Linked DNA regions of Sus scrofa: all the other regions are linked to region 2. A link is a contact called in public HiChIP or PLAC-seq data. All regions are on one chromosome and are shown on one strand. Each heading gives the region's core, a stretch centred on a gene start, on an enhancer-like site or on the middle of the called end of the contact. The rest is flanking DNA. Distances are from core to core; before and after follow the strand shown. Region 1 overlaps ADTRP (androgen-dependent TFPI-regulating protein). Region 2 overlaps LOC102166292 (a long non-coding RNA gene). Region 3 overlaps ADTRP (androgen-dependent TFPI-regulating protein).

Evidence for each region. HiChIP or PLAC-seq counts read pairs in DNA pulled down with a chosen protein or histone mark.
Region 1: a contact with region 2 is called in an H3K27ac HiChIP or PLAC-seq map of alveolar macrophages. The contact joins two enhancer-like sites. A contact is called at or near these places in 1 of 47 Hi-C or Micro-C datasets (embryonic fibroblasts) and 1 of 2 datasets of contacts at active chromatin or transcription factors (alveolar macrophages).
Region 3: an H3K27ac HiChIP or PLAC-seq map of alveolar macrophages shows a contact between it and region 2, with 2.4 times the contacts expected there. The contact joins two enhancer-like sites. A contact is called at or near these places in 2 of 2 datasets of contacts at active chromatin or transcription factors (alveolar macrophages and skeletal muscle).

What each region holds. Positions count from the first base shown.
Region 1 is chr7:8,279,265-8,283,475 of Sscrofa11.1, reverse strand. The region is part of intron 2 of ADTRP (androgen-dependent TFPI-regulating protein); the gene reads left to right. Among named protein-coding and RNA genes, the nearest start is that of ADTRP, 32 kb to the left of the region's middle. Within about 2 kb of position 1,650, at least 3 of the 83 cell types and tissues checked have an H3K27ac peak or open chromatin away from gene starts, as enhancers often do. A contact at or near this core is called in alveolar macrophages, where this site is marked.
Region 2 is chr7:8,453,138-8,457,888 of Sscrofa11.1, reverse strand. All of the region lies in intron 1 of LOC102166292 (a long non-coding RNA gene), which reads left to right. Among named protein-coding and RNA genes, the nearest start is that of HIVEP1, 60 kb to the left of the region's middle. Within about 2 kb of position 2,383, at least 4 of the 83 cell types and tissues checked have an H3K27ac peak or open chromatin away from gene starts, as enhancers often do. A contact at or near this core is called in alveolar macrophages, where this site is marked.
Region 3 is chr7:8,304,846-8,309,567 of Sscrofa11.1, reverse strand. The region is part of intron 1 of ADTRP (androgen-dependent TFPI-regulating protein); the gene reads left to right. Among named protein-coding and RNA genes, the nearest start is that of ADTRP, 6.5 kb to the left of the region's middle. Within about 2 kb of position 3,322, at least 26 of the 83 cell types and tissues checked have an H3K27ac peak or open chromatin away from gene starts, as enhancers often do. A contact at or near this core is called in alveolar macrophages, where this site is marked.

The sequences.
Region 1 (4,211 bases), core at 401-2,900, 170 kb after region 2:
TCCTGTATCGGCCAATCACACACATTCGGGGAAATCACCAGTGAGCAACTGCCATTCGGGCAGAACAGCTGCTGAGTCCCGTTAGGAAAACTCTGATGGGCCAGCAAGGGAAAGCTGGAGGCAGGAAGGAGAAAGGGTGGGACCTGGTCCATCATGGGATCAGTCACATGGAGAGTTTGGAATTTTGCCCTAGTGTTTGTGCTTATAGGGTGCTTTCCTGACTCACTGTTATCTCCCAGGGAAACCAGCTGCCTACACATTCTGAGTCCTTTATTGACACAGAGATGAGAGATCTGAGACAAATGGACGGTGCCCTGAGAGATGATGGCTCTAAAGCAAGAGCAGATCCAGTGCTTCTGAAACTTCCTCTTTCTTGAAAAGAACAGTCTCCTTCCTCCAACTTGGAGCAGCTTTCTAGAGAGCTGCCCATCTGTCTATGTCTTACAAACAAGTCTCTGTGTGTGCTATGTGGAGCCCGGCACAGAAGCATGGAGGAAGGGTGGATTACAGATTGATAAAGAGGAGGGGGTACAAAGAAGATGCTGAGAAAAACCTGGGGAGTTTCCCCCTGGTCCAATTTCAGGATGGAGGGCCACAGGCCAGCAGGTCCCAAACAAAGAACAGCCTCTGCTGGCTGAGTATTTCCTGACTTTCTGCAGGGGTGCAGGGATGGTGACATCCATTACCGAGTCTACAGTTTAGTTACCATGATGTGGGCACCCAGAGGCTATTCCGAGGAGTCACCTTTTCTCACAGGTTTCCTTAGGGCTCACGACACCCATTCCCAGGATTTGGGATGCCATCTACAGCCCTGATATAGGGAAAAAGTGACCAGCCTGAGGTGGGATTGACTCTGTGGCCCTGCTAGCCACACGCATAGCCTGATATGCGGCTGCCAATGCCAGTTGAGTCTTCTCACTCCAGGACACTGACTGTCTTCCCAGGCTATGCAGAACTCTTCTTCCTCCTCTGTCCTACTCCAGTTTCACTGATTCATTAATTAACACCACAGACATTAAGTGGCCAGAAAGGTTAAGCCCTGTGCTAGGTACTGGAGATGATATGGTGACAGTCTCAAGCCTCGAGTTGATTCCATCTCTGGGAGATTTGGCTAGTATTGGATGAATGCAATAATGTGATGCTGTCCAAGGAAAGGCACCTGCTGGAAATTTCAGATTCTGACCTGGAGGCAGTGATATGTACTTTGAGCCCTGTAAGGTGGGAAGAAGGCAGAGGTGGGGATGGAGGGAAACATAAGTGTGTGTTGTACCAGTGGTGAGAGAGGGAACTGTGGGGGGAGGGCAGAGTAATTGGGGGGGGGGCAGGTGAAGGTTATAGGATGGGGCAGCAGGGCATGGAACTAAGATGGGACAGGTAACCAGATCATGAGGGTTTTGCAGGTCAAAATAAGGGCTTAATTCTTCTTTGTAAAATACAAGTTCAAATGAAGAAAATCAGTCAAAAAATACTTATTAATCAGAGGTTGGAAGGGAGTCCAGAAAAAATAATAGGTAAGAGCTCTGACCTCAAAATAATTAAGCACTGAAGAGTCTAGTGCCAACCAAAAGAGCTGCGGGAAGGACAGGAGGCAGTGAGCATTGCGTCTGAAGGCAGGATGTGACCTGGGTGAGACATGCATGTGACATGGGCCCCAGAGGTTGCAGAAAGGGCTAGTCACTCAGCTCTGGGATGGTTCCTTGGTGGAGCTTCTTGTTTGCAATAAAAGAATGTCAACATTACCACTGACTCGCTGAATTCCTCCAAGTATTTAGGTCTCGGTGTCATCAACAGTGTATAATACTTTCACTCTGAGCTCTAAACAGAGAATAAAATTCTGGCTGTTGTCTGACCCACAACTGGAGTAAAAACAAAAACACTTGTGGGGGAAATGGTATTTCTGAAGTCCCTCTACAGCTCTGATCATCAGAAGTCAACATAATCATACACTATTATCTTTTTTTTTTTTTGTCTTTTTGTCATTTCTAGGGCCACACCCACAGCATATGGAGGTTCCCAGGCTAGGGGTCTGATCGGAGCTGTAGCCACTGGCCTTCGCCACAGCCACAGCAACCCTTGATCTGAGGCGCATCTGCGACCTACACCACAGCTCACGGCAACGCCGGATCCTTAACCCACTGAGTGAGGCCAGGGATTGAACCCACAACCTCATGGTTCCTAGTTGGATTCATTAATCACTGAGCCACGATGGGAACTCCTTTTTTTTTTTTTCCCACTATTATCTTCTTATTGGCAGAATCTCCCTCAAAAGATCTTTGTTTTACAATTTTGCCTTCAAATTTTATCATTTTATACAACTTAGATTTCTGAAATGTTTTCCTATGGAGACAGTGGTGAGAGTTCTGTCTACTATTACTTAATGTCCCTAAATGAAACACAATAATGACAGTTTCTTTGAGGCCTAATTAACAGTGGAAAAAAACTAATTTCCCCTGAAAAAAGGAACAGTATCCATTCCACCTCTCTCTTTCCACTTTGGCTGTCTGGAAGGGAACTGCTGAATTTTAATCTCAACAACAGCAGCCCAGCAAACCTCTGGCTGGTGCATTCCTGCTTCAGTGCTCTCTTGGGTCCTGATGCTCGCTTATATCTTCTCATGTTAACATGTGTGCCTTTGGTTGCAAGGCATCTCAAAGGTGTGTGGGCTATGATTGGGAGAGAAAAATTAAAGAAAAGAGTTAGGTAAATAAAAAGAGGGAGGAGTTCTAGGGAAGGAAAGAGACTAAGACAAGAATAATGAGGAGACTGGATTGAGGTGAAGGGATAGAGCCTGTTGAGATACAGCGGAAAACAGGAAAGAGATGACATCAGAGGAGTAAGTGGACTGAGGCAACAGCGAGCCACAAAAGGTTTTTAGGGGTAGTAACCAGAAACTTGTCTTAAGAAGATTGGTCTAACTGCAATGTTGAGTATGTACCGAAAGAGGGAAAAGCTATGGAGGCGATGCTGGGGAGAATAAAAGAATAAGTAGCTGTGGGAAGCATCTGAGGGAGAAAGTGAATCAAGTCTGGATATGAGAAGGAAAGGAATGAGTCACTGATTACAGTTGGTGTCTAGGGTGTTATTACTGCTGGAGTTATGCTGGAGGAAGGGATCTGGGTGCTTTGGAGAGACAGAGGCTGGAAGAGGCAGATATATTCCTGACTGCAGAATCTTCACCTCCTAGATTTTTCTTTTGTCTTATCCTTAACTAGATAGAACCTAAATGGCCACCTCTTCTTCATCAAAGCTGGACACCATCACAGCCAACTAGCTTCCTAGAAGGATGCTGCTTTGAAATGCCGGATAAACTACATATTAACCTAAAAGACAACAGTGTAGTAAGTAAAAAAATCGCTTAGAAAGTTCAGAAGATTCAGAAAGTTATCATTTAACCACCTGCTCAATTCACATACAAGTTCATAAATATTGGCATGCTTTTCTTCCTCAGCCCAATGGAGCATTCATTTACCTTTCTAGGTCAGTAAAGACTATTCACATTTCTCCCAACATTTTATTATAAACATTTTCAAACATAAATCACAGCTGAAAATTTTACAGTGAACACCTGTACATACCACTTAGGTTCTGCTATTAACAGTTGACTGTATTTGCTTTATCACAAATTATGCATCTATCCCATCCATCAAGCCTTCTTATTTTTGGTGCATGTCAGAGTAAACTGTAAACATTACTACTCTTGCACAAAAAATTAAACTATTGGTTTTTAATTTCTGTTCCCTGTTTTTGTTTTTGTTTTTACCTGACTGGGTTATATTAGCCCACCCAGGTAGACTGTGGAGATGAAAGAGAAGCCTGTGGCTCTTTCTGTGAATTATCTTCCCAATTCCTTATCCCCAGGCATTTGAACACTGACTCTTTAATTACAGTGGTGCCTAGTCTGTGCACTTGAGTTCCTAGAAAGTAGAAAAGAGAATTTTTACAAATCCAATTATCTTCTAAACTCTAATATTTGAGATGGTAAAGACTCTTGCAGGTAGTATAGGTGGAGGAATAAAAAAAAAGTTTCCTAAATATATAAGCAATACAGCCTATGTTTACATATCCAGATTACCATATATATTAGACTGACTTAAAGCAAAACTGTGCCTTTAATAATAGAGGGGCCATAGAGATTACAGAGGGTCTCTGCTTTGGGATACAAAACATTCCCAGAAAGAATGTCACCACTGGAGTTCCCGTCGTGGCGCAGT
Region 2 (4,751 bases), core at 1,134-3,633:
GATGAACTTTAGAATTTGCTTATGAATCTGCATAAAATTCTGTTGGAATTTTTGATTGGAAACACATGGAACTTATAGATTAATCTGAAATATGTTTAGTCTTTATTACTCTTGTCATAATATCATCATTATAATTAGACATATTTGGTCCTAACTTCTGGAAAAATAAGAATTCTTGTCTTAATATCAGTGGCTCAGCATTACTTAAAATAACTGGAAATGTATTTGTGCGTATACATGTGTGTGTACATGTGTACTGTGCATCTTTAGATGTCTCTTAGCATGGTGAGAAGTCATTCGAGAAGTATTTATTAAATGAATATCATTATCGTTTAAAATCTGTAAACTTTTTTAGCTATATCATTTTTCTAGCTGTTAAAATTGGGAGTAATTTCAGACTTGGAAAACATTGTCAAGGAGTTTCTTCTTATAAAACCATAGCATAACTACTAAAAGGAGGAAATCAACATTGATGTAATCCAATGAAGTACTTCACAAAACTTAATCCAATCTCATCAGCTTCTCCACTCATGTCAGTTTTGGGTCCAGGATGCAATCCTGACATTTATATGCCATTTCACTGTCCTGTTTCTTTAATCTCCTTCGATCTGGGAAAATTTCTCAAACTTTGTTTCTCATGACCCTGACTTTTTTTGAAAGGTATTTGTTATTTTTTAGAATAGCTCTTAATTTATAGTCCTCTGATATTTTCTCAGGGTTAGGCTGAAGTGATTCATCTGTCTTTGTGAGAATACAGAAGTGATTTAGGCCCTTACCAATGAATCCTGTCACGGGGCACACGATGCTGATGTGACGTTAACGTTGACCACTCGGTTAAGGAGATGTTTGCTGCTTTCTCCACGCGAAATTAAGATTTTTTTAAAATTAATAATTATCCTCCTGTGCCATCCTCTAAGGTTATGTAAATATGCATCTTAGTTTCTCATCATGATTTTGCCCACTAATTTTAGCTTTCTTCTATGGCTCTTAAGTTTGCCTACGTTGGTTGTTTATATTGACCTCATTTCTTTCACATTTACTAATTGAACTTTACTCAGAGTTCCTGGCGCAGCAGAAATGAATCTGACAAGTATCCATGAGGACACGGGTTTGATCCCTGGCTTCCCTCAGAGGGCTGGGGATCCTGAATTGCCGTGAGCTGTGGTGTAGATTGCAGATGCGGCTTGGACCCCATGTTGCTATGGCTGTGGTGTAGGCTGGCAGCTGCAGCTCGGATTGGACCCCTAGCCTGGGAACTTCCATCTGCTGCTTTTTAGGTGCAGCCCTAAAAAGGACTAGAAAAAAAAAAAAAAAAAAACTAGTCTCCTTTTGATGGATCGGTTGGTCTCAGTATGGACTTGTGGCTATTTATTTTAGTCTATGGGTTACAATGTGATTCTATCATTACATATTTTGTCACTCAAATTACTCTAGCTTTGGCCACTGAGGCACCTCCAAACTGGCTCCTGTGTTCTTCTGACACGACCCCAATCATTTTTCTACACATCCTTTACTTTCTGGCACCACAAGATGTCCTGATCATGTCATACACATTCCCTGCCGCAGGCCTGGAATCAATAGCTTCAGCAAGAGGCCTGGGTTCCTTTAATTAGGAAACTGTATTTAGAACCAATACCTGGGCTCTAGGTGGGCTAACTGCTACTGAGTTGTCGCTGCTTCTAGGCTCTCTGAGCAGACAGAGCCGGGAAACATATGCCTGCGCACATGTCTGTATTTCTTTGTCTGTCCCTCTGTATATTTATTAAAAACCATGAATTCATACTTAAATCTTTAGTTTCAATCCAACACCACAAAGTTTATCCTATTCTTTCCTTTTCTTTATTTGTAACTTTTTTCTCCAAAAGTGAAAAACCTGGCTCTCATTATCCACAATATATTTATGTACTTGTTTAATCCTACTATAAACATAAGTAGTACTATGGACTTCCTCAATTAGAAAAACTCTTGGATATTATTGGGTATAATTCTCTCATTTTATAAATGAGAAACTCCAGGCCCCTGGGGATTAAGTTGCCAAGGGAAAGAAGCAAATTACTAGAAGAGAAGAATTATAAATGTTAGGATTTCAAATTTTAATATTGTGTATATTTCACAGGAGGGTTGAGAAAAGACAGGAAATGTAACACCAGGTAACCGCTAAGAAGAAGCCTTAATTCACTTTTTTTCCTCACTACTGATATACAAGCAAAACCATTCTGGCTAAAAAAGCGAGACATTTTGGTCAGCATGGCTCGTGTATATAATATGGCCAAAGGCCAGAAAAATTAGACATCATACTCATGGGGTGTTAAGACAGCCTCCGGAAAACGGAAGAACCAAGTGTTCCATTACTGAGTCTGATTTCTACAGCCATGGATACGGCCAAGACCTCGGAGGTCATTAAAGGTTACAGCTCTTGTTACACGAGTAGATGTGGAGGCAGGATTTTACTTCTTCTTTCTCTATGAACAACAACAACACTTTGTCTTTTGTGACTATATTTCAGTCACGGGGACTGAAAGTTCTACAAGTGAGATGAACAGGCTATTAAGCCTCCAGGAAAACCACCTATTTGTAAGCCTACAATTTGACGATTATATGTCACATGCTGAAACTTGATCATAAAACCCCTTTAGTGTTGTATGTCCTCTCTGTTATGGAGATTTGAGATCTCTGTTTTAACGATGCCTCGGGATCTTGATTTTAATTTGAGTGACCCAGTGCTAGACTGGAGAAGAGGAAGCGTTTGCCCTCACTGTCGGGATGGCAATAGGCAAGATTTGCCACCTTGGGAAGTGAAACACGGGGCTGCTGCTTCTTTTGCAAGTCAGTATCACGGGTGATCATCAGGGCCAAGGTTCATTAGTGAGACAATGTATGCATGTTGTATACTAAACCTCAAGTCCACACATAGTGTTAATTCTGTAGGAAAATATTTCCAAGCAATCAACTTGGAGCTCAACTCAAAGGTTGGTGACACTCTGTTTAGTCCTTGTGTCTAGAGTAGAACTGCTGAGAACTGTATTTGTTAATTCCTAAATCTTTATTCAGATGCCGAACAGATTTCAACCCTGCCTTGGCTAGAACAAGCCCTAGGAAATGGCAAATGGAGTCACTGCCTTGGGCTTTGATGACTGAAGCACAGCTGTTGAGTAGTAGTCTTCTACGGGAAGAACGTGAGAGCCCAGGTGAAATCAGTTATGCATCTATGGAAATCTCACAAATTACCATCAAAGCAACTACTTTCCCCCTGTTTACACACCTCCACAGCTGCCCTTCTGAACTGCTCTTCCACTTGTACCTGACATATATTTTATCTTTATCTGTACTCAAATATCAAATGGAGATGAGTATACAGAATGACTCCAACCAAGATCACCTTCTGGGGACATGAATTAGTCATCTTCCTTTACCTTGATTCAAGATACTTACAGATATTAAGTTAAGAGATGTGGGGGGTATGCTTTTGTGTGATTTAAAGAACTAGAAATTATTTCTGGGAGTTCCCGTTGTGGCTCGGTGGAAACGAATCCGACTAGTATCCATGAAGATGCGGGTTCGATCCCTGGCCTTCCTCAGTGGGTTAAGGATCCGGTGTTGCTGTGAGCTGCGGTGTAGGTTGCAGAGGCAGCTGGGATCTGGTGTTGCTGTGGCTGCAGTGTAGGCACGTTCAACCCCTAGGCTGGGAACCTTCATATGCCACGGGTACGGCCCTAAAAAAAAAGAAAGAAATTATTTCTGAATTGTTTAATTGAAAAAGAGATTTCTAAAACTGTCATCTCACAAAACACTGAAGGGTTTGTTTCTTAAATAATTGTAAAATTCTTACCACAGAAGAAGCAGTAGCCTCCTTAAAGAAGATCCTCATATTGCAGAAGACATTACAATAAAACTCTTTCAGAAAGTGTATTAATTTTTCATGTTTGGAATTTTGCTGAACACTTTTTCTTAATTATCAAGAGCAAAAATATTTCTCAGAAGACTACTTTCGATCCAACAAATCAAGATATTCATAACAAAAGAAATAAACTTAAGACAAAACACAGATACTCTTCTTTTGAGGAATGAGCCAAGAATAATATGGAGGGTGATGAAAAACTGATTCGAACACACGTATCTGCAATAATATTGGAATGAACTGAAAACTGTCCTCCAAATAGATTGTTTTCTCTGTGCACACTTGTCAAAATGAAAACATTTCTCTTTAAGTTGACAAGGATTCAGATTGCTTAAATGGTTTCCATAACTAGCATTAATGGGCCTCATGGTGAAAAAAGGGCAGTCCCCAGAATATGTCTAAATGACATGCTTAAATGGGTCCTATACATTTTACTGTGTTACTAATCTTCTCATTTTTGATTTAGTTCACATTCGAAATGAGAAATTAAGTTAGAATAAAAACATTTGTAAAAACAGTTTACCTGTTGGTGGAGTGTAGGTCTTTAAAAGAGCTAGAGCTGGTAGGCTACCATTAACTGAAAATATTCAGGAGGAGAATATTTAAAGCCCTAAAAGGAAAAAAAATGTCCAAAATTTGACCCAAGAATTAAAATCCTGAGGATGAGAAATCAGGCGAATATTCTTTTTTTTTTTTTTTTTTTGAATCATATGATCTTGTTTGGAATGTCTCTTAGAAAATTTCTCTTCAATAGGCCAAAGTGACTGAACCTTAAACAATTCATCTGAAAAAGGACTTGCCAAGATTCTAGCATTTTAAAATAAAATCTAATTCACTATCATAATTTTTCCAT
Region 3 (4,722 bases), core at 2,073-4,572, 150 kb after region 2:
AGATTCTGGGTGAGCCTCTCCCTGTTTCCCTCACCCCACCTTCACCAACAGAGGCAGGACCTTCCCCACTCCTCTTTATAAAGTTGCCTGAACCTCAGGCAGCCCTGACCTCATTATCCTCAAGCTGTCAGGATGACAAGAGCAACTTCATTACATAGGTCCTCAAGGACGGCAAAGCAGGGCCAGGGGAAGAGAGATCCTTGAGCAAGTTCCATTGTCCGAACTCCAAGGTAGCCCATGAACAGTGAGAAGACAGAGACCCATCTACAGTATAGAGCAACCACTTTGATACTTGGGGCCAACCTTTAATTTCCATCATCAGGTTATTATATTAATCAGTGGAACTCTTAAGCTCAACAAAGTCATAAATACACAACTACATATTCCACAAAAATGCTTACGATCATTATTTTTAGTTCCCAGATAACTAAAAGAATGAGGGCTGAGAGAAGAGAGGGCTGAGAGTCACTATCAGCACCTAAAATAAGAGCTGTAATTTACTGAGTAACCATGACACCATTTATTGAGGAACCATGACAGTTTTATGTACACAAAATAAAGATTAGTGATTGAAGGTCTAGCCTCTGGAGCCAGACTGCCTGGGTGCCACTCACTCGCTGTGTGCTCTTGAGCGAGTTACCTAACTTCTCTGTGCCTCAGTTTCCTCATATGCAGTGGATCCGGGGGGTGGTACGCAGATGCCCCCACCTCCCCAGCATCAAGGTACTCATTCTCCAACCTCTGGCTGCTGATGACTTGTGGCTGAGCTCTAATGACAATATTGTCCTCGGCAGAACGGTGCTGCCTAGACCAAGGCTTAAGGCCTCCGTGAGGTTGTTGCATCCAATGACTGGTTGATCGAGGATACAAAGGCTGGGCTCCAGAACAACTCTCAAGGGGCAGCTCAGCTCCAGGGCTCCTTCAGAGATCAGGTGATTCTATGCTGCTGCACTGCCTTTCCAGTTTTCCTGCTGCTCCGTCCTTCTCCCTGCCTCCCTCCCTCTCAGAAATGTTCAGAGAGCATGCCTCGATGAACACTCGGCAGGCATATTTGGATCTCAGATTCTGTTTCCCAAGGAACTTGACCTACATAATGTGAAAGAGTAAATGTGCAGAAAAGCTTCCTCATCTGCTGCCGTCCCTTTTTCTTCTTCCTAATAAAGATGCATTAACATAAAGTCTGTCCTGGCCTGTATTATGTCTAATCTCTGGCACCTCACAGGCATTCTGTGAATGTTGGCTACATGAATAAATGGTCAAAACATGATTCTAAATGGTAAAAGCTGCTTTCTAGAGAACCCTACTATCCCACTTGTAAGACAGTCTACCCCACGGCCATCTTAGTACTACACACTGAATGAAGCTGGCTGTCATCAGCTAAACAACACGGGTCGACGAGCATTCTTACAAATCTTCTTTCCAACCTGTCTCTGAATGTTCTTAGTTTCCTCCCTTTTTTCCCCTTATATTTTTCATATTGTTTCTTCTCCCATATTCTTTATCTCATTCTTTTATCTGTTTCATCAGCTAAAGGCACATAGTGATAACTGAAATAGTACACTGCATATAATACGGATATATTTGGCAAAGGCTTCTTCTACCTGCTCCAAATGCTACCACCCTTACCACCACGGTTACATAAAATGCTCATCACAATCAGTCCCCACTGGCTGTTTTACTCTGGACTGGTCTCCACTGCAAGTATTGCATCATTTCGAAGACCTAAGAAAGTCCCCGCCTGTCTGAGTCAGGCACAGAGAGCTGAGCTGGGCGTTGGATTACTTGACTCATCCAATCAGAGTTGAAACAAGTCTTGCTCAGGAAACTTGTGGACTCTCCCTCTCTGGAATTATTTTTTAAATGAAAAAAATTCTCACTTCCTGGGATAGTTTAAGAGGGTTCTGGCTTAAAGCAGGGAAAATAATCTTGATGACTTAGGTTAAACTACTGTGATTTCAAGAATTTGGTGAATTTTGTGAACACAGATGAATGTAAAAACTAAATATCCTTTAGCTACAGTTTCTTAAATTGCACCAGTTATAAAAAAAAAAAAATGTAAATTAAGCTCTCCCAGGTAGTAAGTTTGTCAGCTAGCACCAGAAACAGAAGACAGCTAACAAACTTAGATTAGCAGCCTTTCAGAAGAAGGCACAAAACAACAAATGTAATTAGGGAAAAATTGGTAGAAAAGACAAATCAGAGAGTAGCAACTCTAAAGCAAACCTCAACCAAGAAGATACCATTAGTTCTGCTTTTCTTAGTGGCCAAAATAATTGAAAAATGTAAACAGTTGTAGTTTTGTTGTAAGATTCATAAAAGAAGGCCAGTTGTTGCTATCATATGTTAATGCTACTATATTAGTTTGCTGGGGCAAATTAGTTTGTGATATCAAAGTATCACAGAACCAGGTGGTTTAGGAACTACCTCTTCAGAGTTCTGGAGGCTGGAAGTCCAAGATCAAAGTGTCAGCAGGGTTGGTTTCTACAAGCCTCTCTCCTTGTCTTGTAGACAGCTGTCTTCTTCCTGTGTCTTCACATGGTTTACCTGTTGTGTGGGTCTGTCCTAATCTCTTCTTATAAGGACACCAGTTCTATTGGATTAGGGCCCACCCTACTGTCCTCATTTAACTCTATCACTTCTTTAAAGACCCTAACTCCAAATATAGGACTTCTCGAGGCACTGAGGGTTATAACTTTAACATATAAATTTGGGGGAGAGATACAATTCAGTCTATAATAGCTACCATTTCCCCCTTGACTATTCTTTCTTTGCACTTTTATAAACACTCCTGTGCATGGTCCTTAGGGAATGAGCAGGCCAGTGTCCAGTTAGGTGAGCTGCTCCAAACCTGTCCTGGAGGCCCTCTAGGAAGCCTCCCCATTGAGTGAGCCTATGTTGCCTCCCTCTCCTTGCTCTCTAGCTCTGCCCTAGTTCTTGCCTATTTATTTCTCTTGGCAACATCCTAGCGCCTCCCTCCTGTGCTCCTATGTGGGGGCTCCATGAACATTCCATGTTGCTGCAGATGTTGGCACGTTAATGAGGATTAAGATCACTGGAAACAAGGTTCCCTCACACACTGCTGGCATCTTTCCCATGTGGCATACGCCTGTGAAGTAACGTGTGAGCTGAGGGCTGGGGGGAGAAGTGACTGGCAAGTTTGTGGTGTGGAGCACATTTCTCCTATTGGTAAAGGAGAAGCTACGGAGGCTCTGAGTAATGTGTTCTTTCCTAAGTCCAATTTCCACAGTCTGGGACTGGGAAAGGCAAGAGAAAGTTAGGACAAGCTTGACTCACGATGACGCCAGGAAGCCCTCGCTAAGGAAAGTGGTCACATGGACCTCACATGCTGGGTGGAGACGGCCTCTCCCTAAGGAGTGAAAACCTGGCAGACGCAGTGCTCAGAGCATGATTAATTGCCGTGTTGATAGAACAGTGCAGGCTTCCTTGTCAGGGCCCAGGGCCCTCGCCTGCCCTTCCTAATGACAACAGCTGCCTGATGTGGCCTCAGGGGTAAGCTGAGAGCTGCTGGGGAAGAAGGGTGGAAGAGGCGACTTCTTCTAGCATCCACATTCTGTAGCCCTTAGGGGATGAATGGCAAAAGTTAATGATAAGTATTGGGGTGGCAGCCTTTTCATGGCATTTAAAATGGTAGCCAGTCCTCCTTGGAATGCCCCCTTCTGGGTCAAGCTTCCCTCTCCTGCAAGGTTCTTGCACATTCCTGGTCTTCTACCTGGTTCTTTGCTACTTAACTGTCCTCTTAGCCCCTCTGCCCCTTAAAGGAGGGCATTTTCTCAGCGTCTGCTTCCATTTCTCCTCCCCCATCCTCTCTCCAGCAATCTCATCTCACCTCGTGGGCTCACTCCCTGGGTCCCCAGAGCCCCACCTCCTTTGAGACTGCCAGGTCTGCCTTTCCAAAAGGAAGTTCCTCAAGTCAAGTGGGTCTCAACCTTGACTAACCTGACCAGAATCACCTAGAAGAATTTTTTTTAAATCCCGAAGCTTGAAAAGCACCCTAGACTCATTAAATTAGAATCTTGGGGGGTGATAATTAGGCATCAATATTTTTTTTTGAGATCATTTAGAGATCATTTAATTCTCACACCTGGAGATAAGGGTCTCTCCTCTGACCTCCCACAGTGCTTTATCTTTATTCTTAAAAACCTGATACATGATTTGTTTTTTGCTTGTTTGTTTTTTAAAGCCTGACTCAAGAGGTAGACTTTCAGCTTCAAATCCTGGCCTTGACTTTTATCAACCATGAGACTTTAGGCCAGTTTGTTCATTTCTCTGTGCCTCATTTTCCTCATCTGTAGAATGAGAAGTAGAGAGGTAATGATAGGACTAACCTCCCAAGGTTGTTTTAAGAAATTAGAAGCTCAGATCAGTGCCTGGCCCATAAAAAGAGATCAATGAAAGTTAGCTATTACAGGAATTCCCTATGTGGCTCAGTGGGATTGGTGTCGTCTGGGAGCGCTGGGATGCCGGTTCCATTCTCCACCCAGCACAGCAGGTTAAGGATCCAGCATTGCCTCAGCTGCTGCTTAGGTCACAACTACGGTTCTGATCTGATCCCTGGCCTGGGAATTCCATATGTCCTGAGAACGGCCAAAAAAACACACAAAGTTAGCTATTATAGCTTTGAGTAATAAGTAAGATTTTTAAGTGATAAGTTTATGTCTAATTCAGTGGTTCTAGAACATTAGCATATGCAAGGACCACCTG